2 separate regions of the Zea mays genome follow, and region 1 is linked to region 2. The links are chromatin contacts, called in public Hi-C maps. All regions are on one chromosome and are shown on one strand. Each heading gives the region's core, a stretch centred on a gene start, on an enhancer-like site or on the middle of the called end of the contact. The rest is flanking DNA. Distances are from core to core; before and after follow the strand shown.

Region 1 (3,997 bases), core at 561-3,060, 210 kb after region 2:
TCGGGCGAGACGGAAATCCTCCGGGGTCGGCTGCCCTTGTCCGAGGCTAGGCTCGGGCGAGGCGTGATCGAGTCACTCGAATGGACTGATCCCTGACTTAATCGCACCCATCAGGCCTTAGCAGCTTTATGCTGATGGGGGTTACCAGCTGAGAATTAGGAGTCTTGAGGGTACCCCTAATTATGGTCCCCGACAAGTAGCATCAATCTTGCATTCCGTGTAGGAATTTCAAATGGTGGTGTGGATATGACTACAAAACATCCTCCAACTGTAAATAATTACCAAACAAGTAATAATGGCTCCGAATGTTTTGAGCTATTTGTTAGGGAGATGACAAATGCTTCTCACATATATGATGCATGAGCTCGTGCATCCAAAGCTTTAGAGGCTTTGGAGCCGGAGAGCTTGGGCAGCACCGACATATACTTAGCCTATTGTAGTTAGTTTTACTTAAATAAATAGTTAAAGTTTCGGTCTGTATCTTGCATATAATTCACACCAATTTTATTGTTGGATTTTGTGTACGGATGGAATGAAGGATGAGTAGTTCTGGTTGGTCAGCTCTTTCCTATATTTGCTTGGGCTCACATTGGTGTATTTTTTCCTATTATTTATACTATTTTATCTTGTGGTCCATGGATGATAAACTATATGTAAGATTTGATTTGTCGTATCGTTAGCACGGGCATCTTACTAGGGAGTGTTTGCGTATTCAAATACATTGCACTACAGTACTTGCGTGAATTTTCACGACAAATGACTAAGGCGTTTGTGGATATTGAATGTTTACTTTAGCTTAATCAATCTTGTGGTTTTTAATGTTATTTCTGTTGTCCACGCAAGAAGATCTGCATCGTGTTTCGCAAGATGGACACGTCTATTACATTTCACAAGACGTGAGCCACCAATGATAGCCCGTCATTGATACAGACGAGCAGCTCATTGACACGGACGAGCAGCAATAGATCTCTCAATAATTTGTGTGTCGTCGCAACGCACGGGCACTTAACTAATATATATATATATATATATATATATATATATATATATATATATATATATATATAACAAATACATCAAACATTGCATGAATCCATTAAGTATCTAAAATTAATTTTAATTTGGGATAGAATGAGTACATAACATATCTACGCCGCAGACATTTTTGATTATATGCTTTCCATCAGGCTAAAACACGATGCCCTACGTATCAATGACAGTGTTTAACAGAGAAGCGACACAGAGACCTACTAGGAGCTACACACCACCTTACCTACTTACAACTCACCAAATATACCATTTTGTAGTATGTTGAATGCCACGAGTAACTGTAGATCTAATCCCACTTGATCGCAGCTAGCATTTTGGTGTAGATGGAACATTGAGATAAGCTAGATGGTACATACAATTCTTCATTATCTGAACATGCCACCTATGTAAATATCTACTGGTTGTGCTAAGTTCTAAACTCTGCCTTTTGCAACATAGAAGACGTTGGCATAAACTAAATATTAGCCAAAACTATCATATATGTAAATTTATATTAACTACATTGTTGGCTCTACATGGGGGCAACACTCTGGGTGGGCCCACCATGATATATGGGTATTCAAATGAATACCCAAGATTTTAGGGGAAAATAAATACATATAATCAATATAATAATAATAATAAATAAATAAATAAAATAAAAATACATGTTGACGAGCCGTCATCCATGCAGCCCATCAGATTACCATAGCCCAGCAGCCCAGTAAGCCCACCAATCTGGCAATCTCTCTCGCACAGAGACACTACTAGCTTGCTTTCTCCTATCTCCACTGCCGCCTAGCCCTACAGTCAACCGCCGCCAAGCCCGGAACCGGCTGCCGCCACCTGCTAGCACTCGCCACACGCGCGGCGCTGGCGTGCCCTCGCCGCCGACAGTGTCCCGCCCCCGCCGTCGGCCGACCCCTCGCGGCCTCGCCCTCGACGATCGGCCCTCGCCGGCTCGACGCGTGACGCCGGCGCCGCCACCCACCGTCCGACGGCCTAGCCGGAGTCGGACGCCCCCGGGCTCGCGCCTCGCCTTCCAACAGTCCAAGCGCCGCATTCGCGCGTGGCCAACCCCAAAGTCTGAAGTTCGATCCACATCCACCGATCCGCAGAGGCGCAGACTACAGGTCTCTCCTACAGGTAGCTTCGTTGCTTTAAGCCTTCAACAATTTAAATGCGATGAACTGATGATTTTTTAATTCTCTAATTGATAGATAGATTAATACATCAATCAGGAATACCATTATATCGCTTCACAAATAGCAGTATATTGTATATGTACAGTTCATCAAAGTCGAACTGTATGGTACTCCTATTTACTATTTACAGTTCATGAGTTGTTGTTTTCTTTGTTGCGGAAAAATAATTATTATTACGAAAAAATGGGGGCAAGGATTCTTGAATGGTTGTTTGGTTACATTTATTGAAATGAAATTCTTTTTACAAGCCAAGGATAAAGACATATCGTTCGTTTTTTTTAAAATATGAAGGATCCAAAACTTGTATTGTACTATAACTTTCTTATAATCTAGATATTTACTATCCTTTATATAGTTTAAATATTGGTGCTTATCACTACTCACTAGTATTGAACAATTTTATGCTCATCTAAGACCAAATTTTGCTTGATATATATCATGTGTTTGCTATGAAATTGTTGTTATGTAAATATATAATATATTGTGATATTATACATACCAAATAGTTAGACTTTATATGGTATTATGTATACCAAAAAAATTTACCCACTTACCAATTTTGAATACCCATCATTTAAATCCTGAACCTGCCACACTCGTGTTCTAATCTTTGCACAATTTTCACCTCTATCTTTAATTTGTACTCCCTCCGTTTCAAAACTGTATTCGATTTACCTCTAGATTTTTATGTCTATATTTAATTAAATGATGATAAATCTAGACACACATATAGTCATGGAACACATACACTAAGTATTGTATGAATCATATACAAAAGCAAAACAAAATTTATTTTGGCACTGAGGGAGTACTGTATATTCAGCATATTGTCACTGTTACATTAGACACGCGTAGAGCGCGCACACCATACTAGTTAAGCGGATCATATTTCTTCACAGCCTTCTCTGCTCTACGAGCCCTTTCAAGGCTCCCATCTGACAGCGTGTATGTCGGTCTGTACCCGTCCGAGCCATCACGCAGAAGCTTGTTTGGAACAGTGTTATGTATGTTGCCAAAAGAAGTGTACCTGAAGGCGGAGCAACCATAACTAATTAGATGCACGATGATGCTCGCTAAGAGATTTTGAACATACACTGAAAAGAACGTACCCTTGAATCCTTGATCATAGAGGATGCAGTAGTAGGGCCAGCCTGGCGAACTAGGGGAGAACTCTTGTTGACCGACCTACAACAATGTCGCACCGTAATTACCATCATGAACCCTCAATTTGTTGCAAAATGGAATAAACCATAAGAGGTGTAGAATGACAACAAAATGGATTAAAACAGGATCATCAATTTAAGGGAGTCACCGTGTTGGGATCGCCGTTTCCAGTGGCAAGACGTAACTGCACTGCACAACACGGGCAAGTTTTTAACGGTTTGGATGGACGTGCTGTCTACGCGCCCTGAACTTGTTCTGTGGAGGTAGTAGCCTGCCCGAAGCAAATGCAGCAGCACCTGTCGATTCGATTCCAACCATCATGAACATAAAATAAATAATAAGCGTACTGTATGGCTCGGGGCGGCGTACATATGAGTACAAGGCGTAGGCGCGGCGGATGATGTAGACAGACAGCGGCGTCGTACTTGGCGCGCAGCCGGGTGTCGCTGCTGCCGCGCACTGCTCGCTCGCTCGCTCGGTCTCAAAAACCGTTTTCATCCACGACAAGTGTTGAACGGCCGGCAGAGGTCCGTCCCAGGGAATACGGGATTGACGCGTACGGCGTGCACGTGTGGTCATTCGTTATGGACGTGTCAACT
Region 2 (3,505 bases), core at 73-2,572:
AACTTAAACAGACTGGTTACAATTTATCAACCACATAAAGACATGGCATGTACTGTATATCGTTTTAGAGCTAGAGAAAATTGCATGCAGTAACTAAATTGACAAGCAAGAAACCTGTTCAAGCAAGCCCTTCAGGTCTCCACCAACGCAATACTCCAACACTAACCAGAAATGTACGGTTGTCTCATACCTGGGGAAGAAAAGTACAACATAAGTATGCTATGTACTGGGCTGGTCACATACTCTTATAGAGCCATAAAGGAAAAAGGGCATCAACCTATTATGAAACTAGAAATCGTTATCACATTGCAAAATCAGCCAAGCTGAATCTATAGGACAACTCAAACACCCAATAACCTTACCAAGAGTAAAATTTCAGGACATTGGCATGGTCTAAGGAATGGAGCATCCGAACCTGTATAGATAAGTTCAGAAGCAAAATTAGTATGAAAGAACAGAACTAGACAACTAAACAAGTACACGCATGCCAATAGTTGTATAATCATGGTCACAGAAATGAGTTCTCAATCTAAAATCATAACACAGCATCATCATAAGCAAATGCAGACTGTATTATTGTAACATGTCTCCTGTGGGCATCTTATCAGTAATTAGCCACTGGAAATATAAAATCAGCAAGCCTAACTGTCAGAGATTTAAGATTTGGCAGGCCCTGCCAAATATATAGTTCTGCATAGACAGCAACACCTAACCGATCCTTGTAGCTGAATAGGATACATCAAGTCCTGGAGAAAAATTAACAGCCTACGACCACAGAAACCAAAGGTGTAGCGACTCAGTCACGGTGATTCAAGATGCACGCGGGGAAGGAGAGGGCTCACCTCGTTGAGGACCTTGGAGCTCTGCAACTTGTCGACGCTCTTAACAGCGAAGTACTCGATGGTCTTCTTCTTCCGCCCCTTATACACCGTCTTCGCTCCACACAACCACCAGCATCAAATCAAACAACAAACCAGAGAAAAAAACACAAATCGCTCGGGCTGGAACCCAGACCGCCCCGAGTTACCGAGAGGAAAAACACAACGGATCCAGGGCGGAGAGAGGGAAAAGCGGAACTGAAACCATACGGGGCGGGGGAAAGGAAGTGAGGAGAGTTACCGAGTGCTTGCCGCGGCCGATGGCCTCGTAGACATGGAAGTTGTTCATAGTAGAGAAGCAGGAGGCGGAGGCGGGGCTCCCCTCTCGTCGCTGATGAGGTAAGGGTTTGACGTTTGAGACTTGGGATGCCGAGGCCGTGGTAGAAATGGGGGAGGAAGACGGGGAGGGAATGGGGGTGCCTGGTGAGAGAGAGAGAGAGTGGGCGGGATTTTTGAGACGGCCGCTCGCTCGGCTAGTAGGGCCTGTTTGGATGCCAAGTGATCAGGCAACCGAAATCCAACGTCTGAGATTTTTGCCTGGGTCAGGCAACGATTTGAAGCAATGAACCGCCCGTGTCCCGGTGTCCGTGCGTGCGGAGGCGCAGACGCTCTCTTTTTTGAATTTGAAATCCTCTTATCTTCCCTTCTTAACGTTGTTTGGTTGCGCCTTTTTCATTTCGGACCCTGCGTCAATTTATAAGGTGTTGTTTGGTTAGGACTACATGAATGGATACCACCGTGATCTTAATGGAATAGGTAACAAGCACGGATTTGTAGCATATGAAAACCAAACGTAAAATAATATAATTGTCTTTGCACTGTAATTAGATCTCGGAGCAAGACGAACTAAACAGACTTAGGGCCTGTTTGGTTTAGTGTCTAACTTGCCACACTTTGCCTAACTTTTCTGCATAAGGTTAGTTCTTCAATTTGAACGACTAACCTTAGGCAAAGTGTGGCACAGTTAGCCACGAACCAAACAGGCCCTTAAGTTTTAGTTTGTAGTTTGGCAACAAGGCCCCACTAGCTAGATGTGGACATAAAACCTGAGTCCGAAGCCTAAAATCCAAAATACCTGAACCCATACCTGTTTAGCCTGAAGCCCAGTACCCAAATAGTTCCAACGGATATTAAAACAAAAAACCTGAATTTAGCTTGGGCCTAATCAGGTAATAGCGTGTAGATCCCGAATTACTCATTTAACCCGAAATATCATAGCCTCGTGTGCGCACTAGCTATAGTAGCAGGTCGCCAGCCTGCCAGCGTGTTGCGCCTAGTGGCTAGTGGCCCAGTGCCCACACCCTAGTACCCCACGCCAGTACGCCATGCCCCACGGCCTAGCTAACTAGCCAAGTCGTCCACGCCCACTCGCCCGAACAGTGAGACAACAGACAGACGCCCACACCCGAGACCCTAACCCTAGCCAGTGAGCCATTGTGTCGTACCGTCGTGTGCTGCTACCTGTATCGTGTGCTGCTGCAAGCTAGAATGCGTACTGTGCTGCTAGTCCTGCTACTGTGTTGTGTGGTTGTGTACTGTTGGAATGTGTATTGTCGTAGGCCTGTAGTGCTGTGTTGTGTTGTGTTGTGTGAACTGTGGACGACTAGACTAGATGTGTGTGCTCTCTGCTATGTGTGAGTCGAGTGACTGGTGTGAGTGATTGGAACTGGAATTTTGTATATATTGTTCGATGCATGGTTGGTAAAATCGGGTAATTTACTATTACCCGAACCCATTCCCGAAATTACGGGTACTCGAAGGTTTGGATACGGGTTTGGGTTTAGCTGTTTGAAACCCGAAATATAAAAAACCCGAAAAGCCCAACCCGAAATTTCGAGTAAACCTGAATGCCCAGCCAAACAACTAGCCCAGAGAAGGTTTTTCGCACGTGTAATTTTGGTGACTTTTTATTGGCACCTCTACCACATGGATAAGATCACCAATTAGGTAAATTTGTCTCTAAAATATATCGTCGGATAGGAATACATGTGGATAGTGGTGTGGATCGTGTCTAGTGGGTCGGTCTAGGACACGATAGAAAATGAGTTTGTGCTGGCCTAGCATAAGACTTGGGCCGACATGCAGTGTCTGGTATGATTATATTTTAAAATTTAAAATTATTAGTGTATGTATATTTATAACATATATTTTAATATAGCATAAATAAATATGGTATGCACTGGTTAGTAGAGGATAGCTTCCGTTCTCTACCACGGTTTGAGCCCCCTATGTGCCGCCCCATTTTTTTGGCCATTTTCACCATTTATTCGAATGGGACACGATGGGCATGCAGTGCTAAAGAACCAGTCCAAGCGTGTCGTGGTAAAAATGCTAGCTTAGCGTTGAGTCATGAAGGGCGTTTTGCTAATATTGGTGGCATGTCTTTCCACGCTGACAAAATCACTCAATAAGCTTAGTGAAAAAACATATATGATAACTAATCTAATGACATGTATTACAAATCATAAGTATTATATATATGGTCAAATTTAGAAAAGTTTGACTTCTTGATATGTGATATGTGTTTTTTTTTGGTGCTAACGGACCGGCACGGCCATGTCGTGGTAAAAATGCTAGCCTAGCGTTGAGTCATGAATGGTGTTTTGCTAATATTCAGTGGTATGTCT

The links. Hi-C and Micro-C count contacts between places; a contact is called where the count stands out from the background.
Region 1: a contact with region 2 is called in a Hi-C map of tassel, with 2.8 times the contacts expected there. The contact joins the promoter of LOC100277277 here to the promoter of LOC100304334 in region 2. A contact is called at or near these places in 4 of 25 Hi-C or Micro-C datasets (ear, leaf and tassel).

Annotation. Positions count from the first base shown.
Region 1 is chr3:37,580,175-37,584,171 of Zm-B73-REFERENCE-NAM-5.0, forward strand. It overlaps LOC100277277 (Mediator-associated protein 2), which reads left to right and starts at 1,811. Exons shown (of 6, transcript NM_001407190.1): 1 at 1,811-2,175.
Region 2 is chr3:37,374,792-37,378,296 of Zm-B73-REFERENCE-NAM-5.0, forward strand. It overlaps LOC100304334, which reads right to left and starts at 1,323. Exons shown (of 10, transcript NM_001356615.1): 1 at 1,120-1,323; 2 at 843-932; 3 at 363-415; 4 at 115-190. The coding sequence starts at 1,167.